Linked DNA regions of Zea mays: region 2 is linked to region 1. Evidence: chromatin contacts called from public Hi-C data. All regions are on one chromosome and are shown on one strand. The core of a region is the stretch at or near the end of the contact, and the rest is flanking DNA. Distances in the headings are between cores, read along the strand shown.

Region 1 (6,865 bases), core at 1,680-4,179:
GCTATCCTAATCTGGTCACATGGATCATTGTCTTCTTATAATATAATTATTTAACTATTTTGTACAGAACTTCATTATATATTAAAGATGTGACATTCGTTTCTATACCAGGAGTCATCATATGTGTAAAACTTGATCCTAGCACACATTTGATTTGTGTCCCGTTTTGGCTCTTAATTCCGGGTGCGACATCAAGTCACCCTCCAACCCTAGCTTCATTTAGAACAGTTGTAAAACAGGCTGAAAAGGGGTGTTTGTTTGAGATTATAATTTGCCCAGATTATATAATTCAACAACTTTTGAACTAACTAAGAGTTAGTAGTTCAAAAGTTGTTGGATTATATAATCTGGACAGATTATAATTCTAAACAAATACCCCTTATAAGACAGCCTTATAAAACAAGAACATCTTGTTACCATCTGAAACTATTTTGTCAACACAAATTGACACGCAACACAAAACCCGTGCAGAATAGTTGGGCAACAACACAGATTCTTCGATTGTGGGACAAAATTCGATGATGACGGACAAGGCACAGCAAGCAAGGACCAGACTAGTTAACAGGATTAGTATCATGTCAACGGCGAGTGATTCCATATGGTTACAAGTTTGCGTTGTAGAATTGGTTCCACGCCTCATTTGTCCCCATAGTAATCAACACAGATGCCGATTGCATCCCCTGTGATTAGCAATAACTAAAATAGTGCACCAACAGTGAGGTACATACAGCTTCATAGCTGCAACAGTCGTGCAGACAGCAGCTGCATTTCTGTGCTGAATCTAAAACAGTGATGAGAAACTAGACTATGTACAACGAGGCGAAAAGCTGCCATGATACAAGGCCACGCTCAAGCTCTTCACAGTGGAAGATTATTTTGTGGCCCAAAGGGCTGCAGTGTTTTTAGCAGCACCATATAGCACTAGGCGGCGGCTTAAGTCACTCATTCACCTGTGGCCCAACCTCCTCGGGCACTACAGGCTCTGGCGATTTTCTCAGCCCCAACCTCTGCAGGTGCTTCAGGTGCTTCTCTGCAGCTGCCTTGTCTGCAGCTTCTCGCTTCTGCGCCCTCTTCGCCCGCCTTCCAGCGACATCCTTGGATACAGACCCCGATCCTGACCCCGAACCAGACACTGACACCGACGCCGAAGAGGATGCGGCTTTCTCTTTCTTCTTCGGAGTCCTGGATGGACCAGCAGCCACATCAGTATTCACTGGCCTCGCCTCTTTCCTGCCTCCCCTGATGTACCCATTGTCACCCCATCTCCTGTTACCAATACGGATGCTTGGGGACCTGTTCATGTAATAAGATTCCTCGTCAAGATCATCTTCGTCATCATCGTATTGGTACTGCTGGTGGAGAAACTCTTCTTCTTCCAGAGCCTCCTCGTGAGCCTCTACGATCAGAGGTTCAAACCAAGCTGCCCTCAGAAGGAGGCAAACACTCTCCTCAAACAGGTAGTCATGTAGGCTGAAGAAAAGAAACAAGCATCAAGCTCACATTCTACCTGAAAATTTTCAGCCACCCTCCCACCATTTCAGATGAACAAGGGGTTACCAGCCGTCGAGAGAGCGGTGCACGCTGAGGAATTCGAATGGATGCTTGCACTGTGGGCAGAGAGGGTTCTCCTTGTAGGATGCCCACCTCAAAATACAGGTCACACTGCATCCAAGAAATGGATTTCAAATATAGTGAACACCAGCTTTTAGTAAAAGAATCGTTACCAGATATAAAAGAGGTAAACCTAAAAACAGAAAAACACTGCTGCAGTTGTTCGGACTGCTGCAGCTGCAATTTATAGAGACAAAATACTGTATAAGCTGCAGCAAACAAAGCATCAGCTGTCATGGATACATCAAGGTGTATGCTGCTTGCTACCTCACACGGATGCGACAGTCAAACCCTATAATTCAATTTAGAGCTGAAAACCAAAAGGGTTGGTGTAACAAGTCAACAACCATTGGGTGTGCAATGTGGTTGGTTGGGCAAAGGGCGAGATGCACATGGCAACTGTGCGAAAGGATAAGTTCGAATTAATTACTAGTACAAGGAAAACACATGAGAGTGCTCCAGAATAAGCTCGCTGATGCTGGTGCCCTCTATTCCTTAGGTCTAAAATGATTGAATCAAACTACTCCATGTGTAAAGGCAATCAAAAGAAAATCAGCCTGCGAATCATAAGGTCAGGGCGTCAGGCTATCCTAGCACATGTGCAGGATGTTCTAAGAATTAGATGTGTAAGACTACAGCAAAGCACTTTTTTTTGGGGGGGGGGGGGGGGGGGGGGGGGGGGGGTGAAAGGTGCCATGTAGTCTCCCAAATCTAGGGATTAGATTGCTATTAGAGGTGGGGAATAACAAACAACCTAGACAAAGAATCGTAATTCCACCGCGCATCAAAGTACGTTATGCTGTAATCATCTGGAGAAAGGGGTAAGGGATATCAGCGAACCAGTAGGCGTGGTCGCAACCCTTGACGAGGGCCGTCTCCTGGAGCGCTATCCTGTCGAGGCAGATGGCGCACACCCCGCAATCCGCCGCCACCCGGTCGCCGCTGCCTGTAGCCACCGCGCCCACCGCCACCTGGCACAGGAGGAAAGGAAAAACGGACGATATGAGATCGAGCGCCGCACCGCGCGAGCAGATCGGGCGGATCCAACCAGGACCGGCAGGCAGGGGAGGAGCCACCCACCTCGCCGACGGAGACGCAGGTGCGGGCGGCGATCGGAACCTCGGAGGAGGAAGAGGAGGACGCGGCGGCGGCGGCGGCGGCCATGGCGGTGGGGATCGGGGAGGGAGGCGAGCGGACGAGGGGTCGGTCGGTGTCGGGGAGGGAGGAGCGGATGTGAGGGCAGGAAGGGGCGCCTTCGCGAACGAACGAGCGCGTCCGGAGAAAAAAGTGTGTGTGTGAGAGAGAGAGGCCGACCGGACGGATCTTCACGTAAGATGCCGCCCGTTTATTCGCTCCGGCTCCGCCCTCCGACACGCGTGAGATGCCGCCCACCGAGATTTTGTTTAGTTTTTAAGTTTTGTTAAAAACTGTTTTAAAAGTAGTAGTAGTAGTAAAAGAGTAAATTTTATATAAAAAAACTAACATGATCGACCGTGTTTTAATCTTTGTAACCTGGTCAAACAAACAGCAGCGATGTAGCAGTCTGTGTGTCTCGTACAGACAGGTACAGTTGCGTACCAAATGACTCGGGCCGGGGCGGCGAGGCCACAGGCCCAACGGACTATGCGTTGCAGCAGTCGTGTCCGTGTGATGCGATGATGTACGCGCTGACATTCACGACGAAGACTGAGCATGTGATGCGTGGTATACCCGTATACTTGGCTCCCAAGCTTGGTACCAGCAGGTGATGCGTGGCCGCGAGTTTTGACTTCTCTTCCGCATTGTTCCTTTGTACCGAATTTTGTACCGAATTGGTGGGTCGAAACGATTCCTAGCCGGATTGCTTCTCTAATTTATATAAATTTTAATTAGCTGGAATGATTCTGGATGTAATCCGACGTAAACGAACAAGGCCTTTAAGTACATGTCCATGCTATACCGGGAAAAAGAGGCAGTGTAGGGCTAGTTTGGCAATCCTATTTTTCTATAGGATTTCTAATTTCCCAAGAAAAAATGAACTAATTTTTTTAGAAAAATAAAAAACCTTGGGAAAATACAGTTTCTAAACTAGCCCTTAGATGTCCTAGCCCACAAGAAATATTTCATTGGAAAATTGATGAGTGAACCTCTACCGAACAATCACGTATCCCTGTCTCTATCTAAGTAATCCATTGCTTTAAACTTTATAAAGTTCATCCAACCAAATCACTCACATGCCTATAATATATACTAAATCTATCAAACAAATTACACCTAGTCTTAACACAACATGAAAGCCAACGCTCCAGATCGCTAAATAACCATCTCTACCTTACTCACTCAAATCTAATGGACAATATTATTTTGATCATCTCTCATTCCTTCCCTCCCCTGCGACCCCGCTGCCCCTAGCCTACCCCTCCCCCTAACTCGTGCCGCCGCCGCCATCGACCCCTTCCCTTCGTGGGATCGTAGCATTAGCACGAGCTATATGATAGTTATCACTATAATGACCAGATTTTGGCCCGGTTTAGGACAACTCTAGCTCAAAAAAATTAGTGGAGTTCGTGGAGCAGGTCATTAGGTGCTCCAGAAAATCATGGAGTTAGGGTTGTGAATAGTTTTTTTAAACTACTCCATGTGTTCCAATTTGAAATCCAATGCTCAACTTAAACAAGACCAGAAAATGGGCAAAACTTGGAAATGGTGAGCTATGTTCGGTTCATAGGTTTGAATAAGTTCAAATTGCCTTTAGAAACATTTCCAAGCACTTTAGATACGCTATAGATGTCATATATTGCAAAAGTGCTTTTGGTGCCCGTTTTGAGTTGAAAAAGGGAGTCTGAGTTGAAGATGAGATAAGGTATGAATCTTTGATTTAGACAAGTTGAACATACTCTAAATATGTTTGTCTAAGTAATATTAAAGCTTCCAAGACCATCCTAATCAAATTGGAGAAGTTTTGGCTGAGAAAGACTTCACCTTAGCTCTCGTACTCGTCTAGTGGAGCCTTGGACCGGTTTACCAGAGAGCTATTCACGCGGGCTCTAATGGCCCGACACACCGGCCCAATCTAGTGGCAAAATAGACCACTTTACTAGAGACGTCTGCCCGCTTCAGTGGCCTTGGTCTGATGCATCGGACCTTATCTACATGGTACTGTTCAGCCTCGGGTGGATTGTAGCTTGCTCCGTTGCTCATGCCCCCAACTTCCTAAGGTTGTCAGTCTCACCCTCGCGAGCTACTAGCTCTAGCCAACCCAGCAGGCCAGCACCAACAGGAGAACATCAGGCCTAGATGATTACCTCTCTAAATCGTTCAAGAAATCGGAAGTATTAAAAGATAAGAGTGTTCGAGTGGTATTGTTGGCGCTGATCCGGGCGCCAATCACTGCGTTGAGAACCGGCGGTGGTGCTCTCTGCACAGGCGCGGACGGTTCGCAGCCAGTGACCGGACGGTCCGCGACCTGGAGCAGGGCTAGAGTTCCCTGCCTGACGGGCCGGACAGTCCGCACGTGCGCAGGGGCAGCGGAGTTCGCCGATGGCGCCTGAATCTCGCTCCTGGGAGGGACCCCATCGAGGAGGAGAGATTCTAGGTGTTGTCTAGGGTCGGCAGGCCACCCTAGACACCTCTAATCGACGTAGAGTCAAAGAGAAGCGAAGAATTTGGGGATTGAGAGGCTAAACTAGAACTACTCCTAATGCATAAGGTAAAAACGAGAGATAAACTGATTATTGATTCGATTGTTGATGTTTATAGAGGAGGGGGCAGGACCCGTTACAAACCAATCTCCCAGGCTAATTCTGTGAATTTAGCTAACAATCATAGCAAGAAACTTAGAACCCTAACTAGCTCTGCGCGCGCGAGGACCGTCCGGTCGACTGTTTTGGTGTCCAACATATGTCCCCTGCCTTTTGGCGGAGCTGAGCGAACCAAAAACAACTAACACAATGTGATCACATCGGTTTCCTTAGGTATCTTGCCACATACTAGGATGATACTGCTTGAGGAAACGCCCGTTTAACGCCTTGGGCAAGTCTTTGCCTTGTAATGTTTGCAACAAGTAGGTGTTACCGGACATCACCTATATGACCTTATAAGGGCCTTCCCAGCTTGGCGACCACTTCCCAAACTTCTAGTCTTTGCTCCTTAGAGGCAAGAAGGTCTTCCATACCAGGTCCCCTACTTGAAACGATTTAGCCTTGACTTTCTTGTTGTAAGCTTTGGCAACCATGATCTTGTCCTTTTCTATTTCTCCTAAGGCTGTCACTCTCTTGTCGGTTACTTCACCAATATTGTTCATCATTGAATTATAAAAATCACCGACACTTAGATCATTTTGCTTGGCGAACCTGGCAGCATTTAAACTTATTTCCACAGGCAACATTGATTCCTGTCCATAGACAAGCTCAAAAGATGATACTTTAGTAGCACTGTGTTTAGATATTCTGTGAGACCACAAAGCTTCGGACAAAATCTTATGCCATTGCTTAGGATTATCAGATATCTTCTTTTTATCAGGCTAATCAATGTCCTATTACTAGACTCGGCCTGTCCATTGGCCTGGGCATTATACGGAGATGAATTGAGCAATTTAATTCTATATAATTCAGCAAACTCACGTACCTCCTTTGACATAAAAGAAGCCCCCTGGTCTGTGGTCAAAGTCTAGGGACTGTCGAATCTATGAAGAATATGTTCAGTTATGAACTCAATTACCTCCCTGTGTGTTATGTTCTTCAGAGCAACGACTTCAGTCCATTTGGTAAAGTAATCAGTGGCAACAAACACGAACTGATGCCCTTTTGATGATGAAGGATGAATCTCTCCTATAAAGTACAATCCTCATCCTCTGAAAGGTCAAGGTTTAATGATAGGATGCAATTCGACTTTAGGGACCAACTGCAGGTCGCCGAATTTCTGACATACTTGGCACCCTTTGTAGTACTTGAAACAATTAGCTATCATTTTGGGCCAATAGAACCCAGACCTTCTCAATAACCACTTCATCTTCAGAGCCAATTGATGGGTACCACAAATTCCTTCATGTACTTCGGCCATGGCTAATATAGCATCACTTGGGCCCAAGTACTTAAGCAGGATGTCATCGACCGTTCGGCGGTACAGTTCATCGTTCATTAAAACATACTTGAAAGTCGTACGCCGAACGTTCCTATCTGTCCTAACACTGGGATTTCGTAGGTAATCAACTATGGGCATCCTCCAATTAGTTCCATCGGGTTTGTTATCAGCCGATTTTACCAGGAGGACCTCC
Region 2 (6,865 bases), core at 2,194-4,693, 260 kb after region 1:
TGCAAGGTGGGACCGCTACGTGCTGGGAAATTAAATCGTTTCTCGGCAACGAGCTCAGGGAAGGTGTTTTTTGGACCTTCGGCTCCCCGAAGCTTAAGAGACTTTTTTCACGGATCAAGCTCGTTACGAAAAACGATCTAGCACCGCGAAAGGGGCTACTGTTGGGTCTATGCTTCGTCGCCGAAGGTCTTCAAGGGAGAAGCTCAAAAGATACAAAGGTTGACATAGCGCCGAAGCTGTCAAGCAGGAAAGCTTCGGCATGTTTGCAGAAAAAGGAACCGACTTAAAGATGAAAAGGCCATTTAGACCTCGGTAGAGTGCTATAGAATTATCACCAAATGTAAAGGGCATGTATGTAATTTTGTATGGGTCGTACCCCATGCCTATAAATAGGTGAACAGTACCCCCGTGCTGTTCACGCTGACTTGGCATTTGCTTTTGCGTCACACTCGTATTTTCATCTCCTTTCAAGCCGAAGGTACATTTGTAATTCAATATTGTCCCTATTTCTCTATGATAAAATAATAAAGTTAAATGGATAATGTTATATGATCATTCATATTATCTTTTATGTTTCATATGCTTCGTCTTTCATTAATGTATACTGTAATCATGAAGGTTAGTCCTTCATGACCTTCGTCCGGAGATCTTTATATCCTAAGGGAAATAATGCTTCAAAGGACGAAGGACCTTAACGTTTAACATTTTCTGTGTTGCCTTGTTCTTAACTCATAGCATTTGAAAACAAGTCCCCAACATTAACTATGTCATACGCTTCAAAGTTAAACATCTTCGCGACAACTCGTCACTGCATTCATGCTAAGTTGACAATGCATGGCTGGTGGCTGGCTGGGTAGCCAGGAGTACTCCCAGATATATAACCTGCAGCATCATATCCATCCTACCAATTTTTTGCACTGACAGAGAAGTCAAAGAACGATGAACGAGGAGTGCCCGGCATTCTGCGACGAGCTGGAGAAGATCGTCAGGAAGAAAGCAGGGGGCGCGTAGCTAGCTGCAGCAGCCAGCAGCTAGCCAGCCAGCCTAGTGTCCACCAGCACACAGTTCTGGCCGCATGCATTCTGCACTCCTGCGGATCATACGTGTTATCCCATAAGCATGCAGCTGGCTAGCTAATATAAGGCCGGTATTCTAGTTTAATCTGTAACTGTGATTGATGGTGTTCTACCTCTATTTTCGAATATTTGTCGTCTGTCAGTTCATTTCTGAACTAAAACGCGACAAATAAAAAAGAATGAAGAGAGTAGCATGTGTGTTCTGTTGACACAAAGAATATATATGTGACAACTGTGGAAGACTGCAAGCAATATATGTATAGTATTTTCTCTTCCAATAAATTATAAGACGCTTTGAACTTTCTATATACACTGCTTTACTTATATTTCTAGACATTTTTATTATTATGGAAGCAAAAATGTTTTTGCATTTTGCAGTCTCATCTCTCATGCATACATCTATTACAGATCGAGAATTAACTAAACATCCACTATAAAACATGACAACGAGATCATTAGAAAGAATGAATCAAGCGCTATCTAATCTAATATTGGATCTCCATCCATGGCTTGCAAAGATCTCCATAGCTAGGGATGGAAAAAAGTTTGAAGCTCGCGGGTCGACTGTACATTTCTTTATTTTTTATGTTTACCATTAGCAACTAACTGAAAGTATTTAGCGTTAGTATCCCCTTCAAAAAGATGTTTATCTTTCGCACGTTCAAAGAGACAAATTTTATCTTCTCTTAAAATGGTAGTAAGTCTTTGGTCCATATAAATTTTGAGCGCAAGCTCAGTAGATGAAAGCTGGGAAGTCTTAATCTTTTTGTCTAACTCATCAAGTCTAGACATGATGCATATCTAAGTGTATTCCAAAAGCTATGTATATGAAAACATTAAAGTAACTTATAGTTTAAAACTTTTCTGCCTACCAAAAGTACATAGAATATATATGTTTTGCTGCTGAAACATTGTGCCGGGAGAGCAGAAGGGTGAAAAGCGGGCTAGCCTGCTTGTGCATTCTTAAAAAAAGCCCACGGATCCAGGTGGGATTCGGCCCGGCCGCGTTCAAAGCTGCGGCCTGCCGGAGCCGTGCGCGAGCGCCAGCGTTCGTTCACGGCCCGTGGACCAGACCATTCGCCCGCATAAGATGGCCCAGCCCACCTGTCCGATGCTCTCTTTCCGCGCAGTTTCCTTCCCCGACGCCGACCACCCCAACCCCACTACACCAAGAGACGTCAGACGGCGGGACGCGGACGCGGTCCGGTCAACCGGAGAAGACGATGAGACTGCGCTCGACGCGCCGAGTTCCTCCCTACCACGCGTGTGCGACCATTTCCTGGTCTCCCGCACGCGGCGGCGGCCATGGCCGCGCTTTGCAGCCTGCTATGCGTTTGCATGGCGTTGGCGTCATCAGCATCATCCGGTGGCTCAGTTCAATCGACAGGACGAACCATGGCAAGAGAGATAGAGAGAGAAACAAACGTTCGTTCTGGTTTGCAAATTGCAAGGAAAAAAATGCGTAGCCATCTGTACATTTTGCTGTTCGTCCTTCGTCATTCTTCCTAAATAAACGGAAATCTCCGCAAGCTAACAATTAATAACACCGACCTACGCTACGCGCGCGGATGTGCACGGCTAACGCGAGGACAGCATGGTCCTCGCCGCCAACCTCATCCACCGTGACCTACCGCGCTCGGCGATGGTCTCCAGCCTGGGCGACCACGGGCGGCTCCTGCCGGCCCCGACGAGCTGCGCGTAATGCCGCTTCAGCTCGGGCGTGCTGCACAGCTCCGCGGCCTGCTTGGCCGCCGTGTCCTTGTTGGCGCTCGCGTTCGCGCCGGCGTCGCAGGCGGTGATGAGCTTCTCGATGAACTCCGGGAGGACCCTGATGAGCGGGGCGCCGCCGTGGGCGCCCTTGACGTGCTCGAACGGGCACCCCGCGACCGCGAAGATAGGCTGCTGCTTCTTTCTGCCGTGCGATTGCGACAGCGCGGCGAGCGTGGCGGGCGTGAGCGCCTTGAGGCAGGGGAGGCGCGCGGCGGGGAGCACAAAGTAGGTGCGGCCCGGCAGGAGCTCCTCGCCCGGGGACATGGCCGGGATCGGGAGGCCGATGAAGAAGGCGTCGGCGGGGCACACGGCGTAGCCCGTGGCCGGCGGTGGGAGCTCCGCCGCGACGTCACCGGCCGTGACAATGGCGTCGTCGCCGCCGCCCGTGAGCGCCAGCTGCCTCGCCCGCCCGCCCCAGTACACCAGGCGCACCGTCGCGGACGACTCCGGCAGGTGCGGGTTCAGGCACGGCGAGAGAGAGGGGCCGTTGCCCATGTCTGACTGTGTGTAGAATGGAATGACGGATGAGATGATCCTCCACGTGCAAGAAGTGAGCTTGGCTGGCTGCGGATGATGCATGGGAGGAGAGGGGCTATATATATGTCTGTGTGTGTGATTTGGAGGGAGATTGACCAAGCTGGGGCCTGGGAGGGAAGAGATGGATTTGGTGGTGTTTCACGTGCGCGTCGCGTGCCGTGCTGGGTCAGTGGTCAAAGGTGACGGCCATTTTTCTTCTTCCTTGCGAGGACGAAGCTGGTTTGTCGTCGGTGATTGCCGACTTGGAAACAGGTGGAATAAGATGGCTGCCCAGGCTGCCCTCCGTTTTTGGGCTGGGTTGCAAGTGCATTGTTGTCATGGCCAGGCCAGCGGAGAAGGTGATGCGCGTGCGTCACGTTGGTGTTCAGTTAATTTATCGGCTCAGATAATTAGGACCGAACGCTTGCTTAATTACTCACAGGGTGTTTGATACTTTAGAGGGGTGTTTGGTTTCTAGGGTCAAATTTTTAGATGTTGTTTGGTTTCTAAGAACTACTTATTAATCTCTTCATTTTATTTCATTTTAGTTTCTAAATTATTAAATATAAAACTAAAACTTTATTTTAGTTTTCGTATTTAGCAATTTAATGACTAAAGTGGAATAAAATGTAGGGATGAAGGGACTAAAAAAAGTCCCTACAAACCAAACACCCTATTAGTCCGTCCATTTTAGTCCATAGATCATCAAATAAGAAAACTAAAACTCTATTTTAGTTTTAATATTTAAAAATTTAGAGACTAAAATGGAAAAAAAATAAAGGAACTAAAAATTAGTCCCTAGAAATCAAACACCTCCTTAATTATTTTAGACTTTAGAGACTAAACTATAGTCCCCAAAAATTCTACTACTTTTGTCATTTTTTATTTGACGCCAAATAATACAAAATTGAACTATACAAAACCTCAAATAAAAAAATGGAGGGGGTATTTAGGAAGTCTCATTTAGTCACAATGTTTACCAATTTAAGAATTAAAAATGACTAAACTTTCCGCCTTATACGACAAAAATAAAATCGAACAATACAATACATTAATACATACCACTGTTTAGAGCTACGGTTAATTAATCAAACGTTAATTCCGCAGATTAGATGAACGACGACTCAAATTCAACCAAGGAATGGATAAGGAAGGTGTATATTCTACAGAAACCAATCAGGAGATTAGATGAGCGACGACTAAAAGGAGAGACGAATGGTGAGTGCTGTTCCAATCACACCAATCAGCGCAGCCGACGCTAGCTTCCAATTTCCAGAGCAGCTGCGCTGAGCAAAACCGAGTGGAGAATCAGTCCTCGTGGAGCTCCACCGGTAGCTACAAACTTTTTAAAATTTAATCAAATAAAGTTTACTATATTACACGTGCACATTCACTTTCAAGTCTCAGCCAGACAACTCGTGTGTACTACTAGTACACCCATTTGAAAAGTTACACTTGGCTCTAGCTCTTTCTTTTAGGCCAAGTCAGCAACAGAAACCTGGCGGTTCAAATTAAGTCTCCCAAGAACATTTCAAACCCAGGGGGATGTTCAGTAAGTATCCACTAAACTCGGCGCATCACGTGTGCGTGTTCTGTTCATGAATTGTTTTGCTTATCAAATACTTTCCATAGAGAATACCTCATAATAATTTCAAGAAAGTACGGCCACCTACACCAATTTGGTAACTTCTTAAGCATGAGTTATTGGGATAGACCTAATCAACAGTCAATTCACTCAAATGTAGCCCTGCCTTTCCTTTTTGTATTGAATTATAACCAACATGTTTCCTTTTTTATTTGGATTTTCGATTCATCTTTAGTTTCATCGCGCAAAAATAAAAATTTTATCCAATTCCCTTCTAAATATTCCAAAAAAGGAAATTGAGCATTCTCCTATGGGGCGTTTGGATCCCTTTATTTTAGAGGAATTGAAATCCACTCAATAAAGTAACTTATTTAGTTTGAAATTTGACATTCCACAACTTTCCAAAATTCAGATATAAGCTTATCTCAAATTCTTGGAGTGGAGGATGAGAAATAATTTTATGCATTAGTAGAATTTGTTTCTACTCTGTAACTTATATGACACTCTTCGTCTCACTCCTCTATAGTAAAAATGTAGCATATAAATATCTCTGACATTTTGCTAATAATAGTATACAAATATATTTTTCATAAAACCGAATTAGCTTAATTGATATATGTCTAAATTACTATTATTAGAATGGAATTCAATTCTAATGATCCAAATTGGTCCATGTGCCAACATGTTTAGTTTTTTGGATAATGGAAAAGCATGTTCCAGACTTTTACATCAATGATGCATATGGCACCTTATTACAATCAATGTACTCAGGCCCAACACTAACCAAAACATAATATGAAAGCATAGTTTTTCATAGAAAAAACAAACTAAGAAGACTCAATTCTAGCATTGCATCGTCATCCATATGTTGCAAAGATGTCCATTGCCACTGCTTCTATTGCGCGAGAAACATCTTTGATGTCTTGATGCATCAACCTCTAAAATCTGAGCCAATAAGGCCTCTTGAAAATCATCTGCATAATTGAAGGTATCTGTTTTCCATTAAAAACTATATCATTACGACAGAGCTAGATTGACCAAAACATGGTTGCTACCCCTATTAATATTTATTTTTTTGTAAGAAATTCCTTTACTACTTTGCCATGTCCCTATAATATGATTAATACTAATGGGTTTTCTGTATTTAGATCAATAAAAATAATCCTCCAAACTGCTCTAGCCAAATAATAATCGAAAAAGAGATGTTGGATTGTTTCATCTTGGTTACAGAAACTACACTTGGGGCTTCATATCCACCCTCTCCTTTTCAAATTATATTTAGTAAGAATCACTCCTCTTCCTATATACTAAAGGAAAATTTTGACCTTAAAGGGAAGTTTTAGTTTGCACAGCCAGTAAGGTTGATTTGAATTTGGAGTGGTCATTAGAATATTGTACATAGACCAAACCAAGAAATGTCTGGATGCATTCACCTTCTACATAAAGAGATATCTTTCCGCCCCAACATAGATGTTGTCAACCAAAAATCAACAAGTGTTGCCATTCTATCAATCTGACCCCAACAATCGGTATGCGGAAAGTTAAATTTTGCGTTGTCTGTGGTAGCACAACTGCGACTAAGGCATTCTTCCGGCGCATAACATTATATAATTAGAGAATTGCTCCTTGAGTGGTAAACCATTAATCCAAATATCTTCCTAGAACCTAATTTCTTAGACATTACCAACTTGGAGTTGTCCCCTGAAAGTCGCCTAGAGGGGGGGTGAATAGGGCGAAACTGAAATTTACAAATATAAACACAACTACAAGCCGGGTTAGCGTTAGGAATATAATAGAGTCCGCGAGAGAGGGTGCAAAACAAATCGCAAGCGAATAGTGAAGTGAGGCACGCGGATTTGTTTTACCGAGGTTCGGTTCTCTCAAACCTACTCTCTGTTGAGGAGGCCACAAAGGCCGG

Evidence for each region. A called contact is a pair of places that touch in the nucleus more often than the background predicts.
Region 2: a contact with region 1 is called in a Hi-C map of tassel, with 3 times the contacts expected there. The contact joins the promoter of LOC103650721 here to the promoter of LOC100282180 in region 1. A contact is called at or near these places in 2 of 25 Hi-C or Micro-C datasets (bundle sheath and tassel).

Annotation. Positions count from the first base shown.
Region 1 is chr3:149,882,200-149,889,064 of Zm-B73-REFERENCE-NAM-5.0, forward strand. LOC100282180 reads right to left here and starts at 2,930. Exons shown (of 4, transcript NM_001155092.2): 1 at 2,692-2,930; 2 at 2,452-2,582; 3 at 1,558-1,662; 4 at 421-1,470. The coding sequence starts at 2,775. The coding sequence ends at 939.
Region 2 is chr3:150,141,331-150,148,195 of Zm-B73-REFERENCE-NAM-5.0, forward strand. LOC103650721 reads right to left here and starts at 3,444. Exons shown (of 1, transcript XM_008676287.3): 1 at 2,485-3,444. The coding sequence starts at 3,425. The coding sequence ends at 2,655. LOC103650720 (protein IRON-RELATED TRANSCRIPTION FACTOR 2) reads left to right here. Exons shown (of 3, transcript XM_008676285.3): 3 at 925-1,384. The coding sequence ends at 1,011.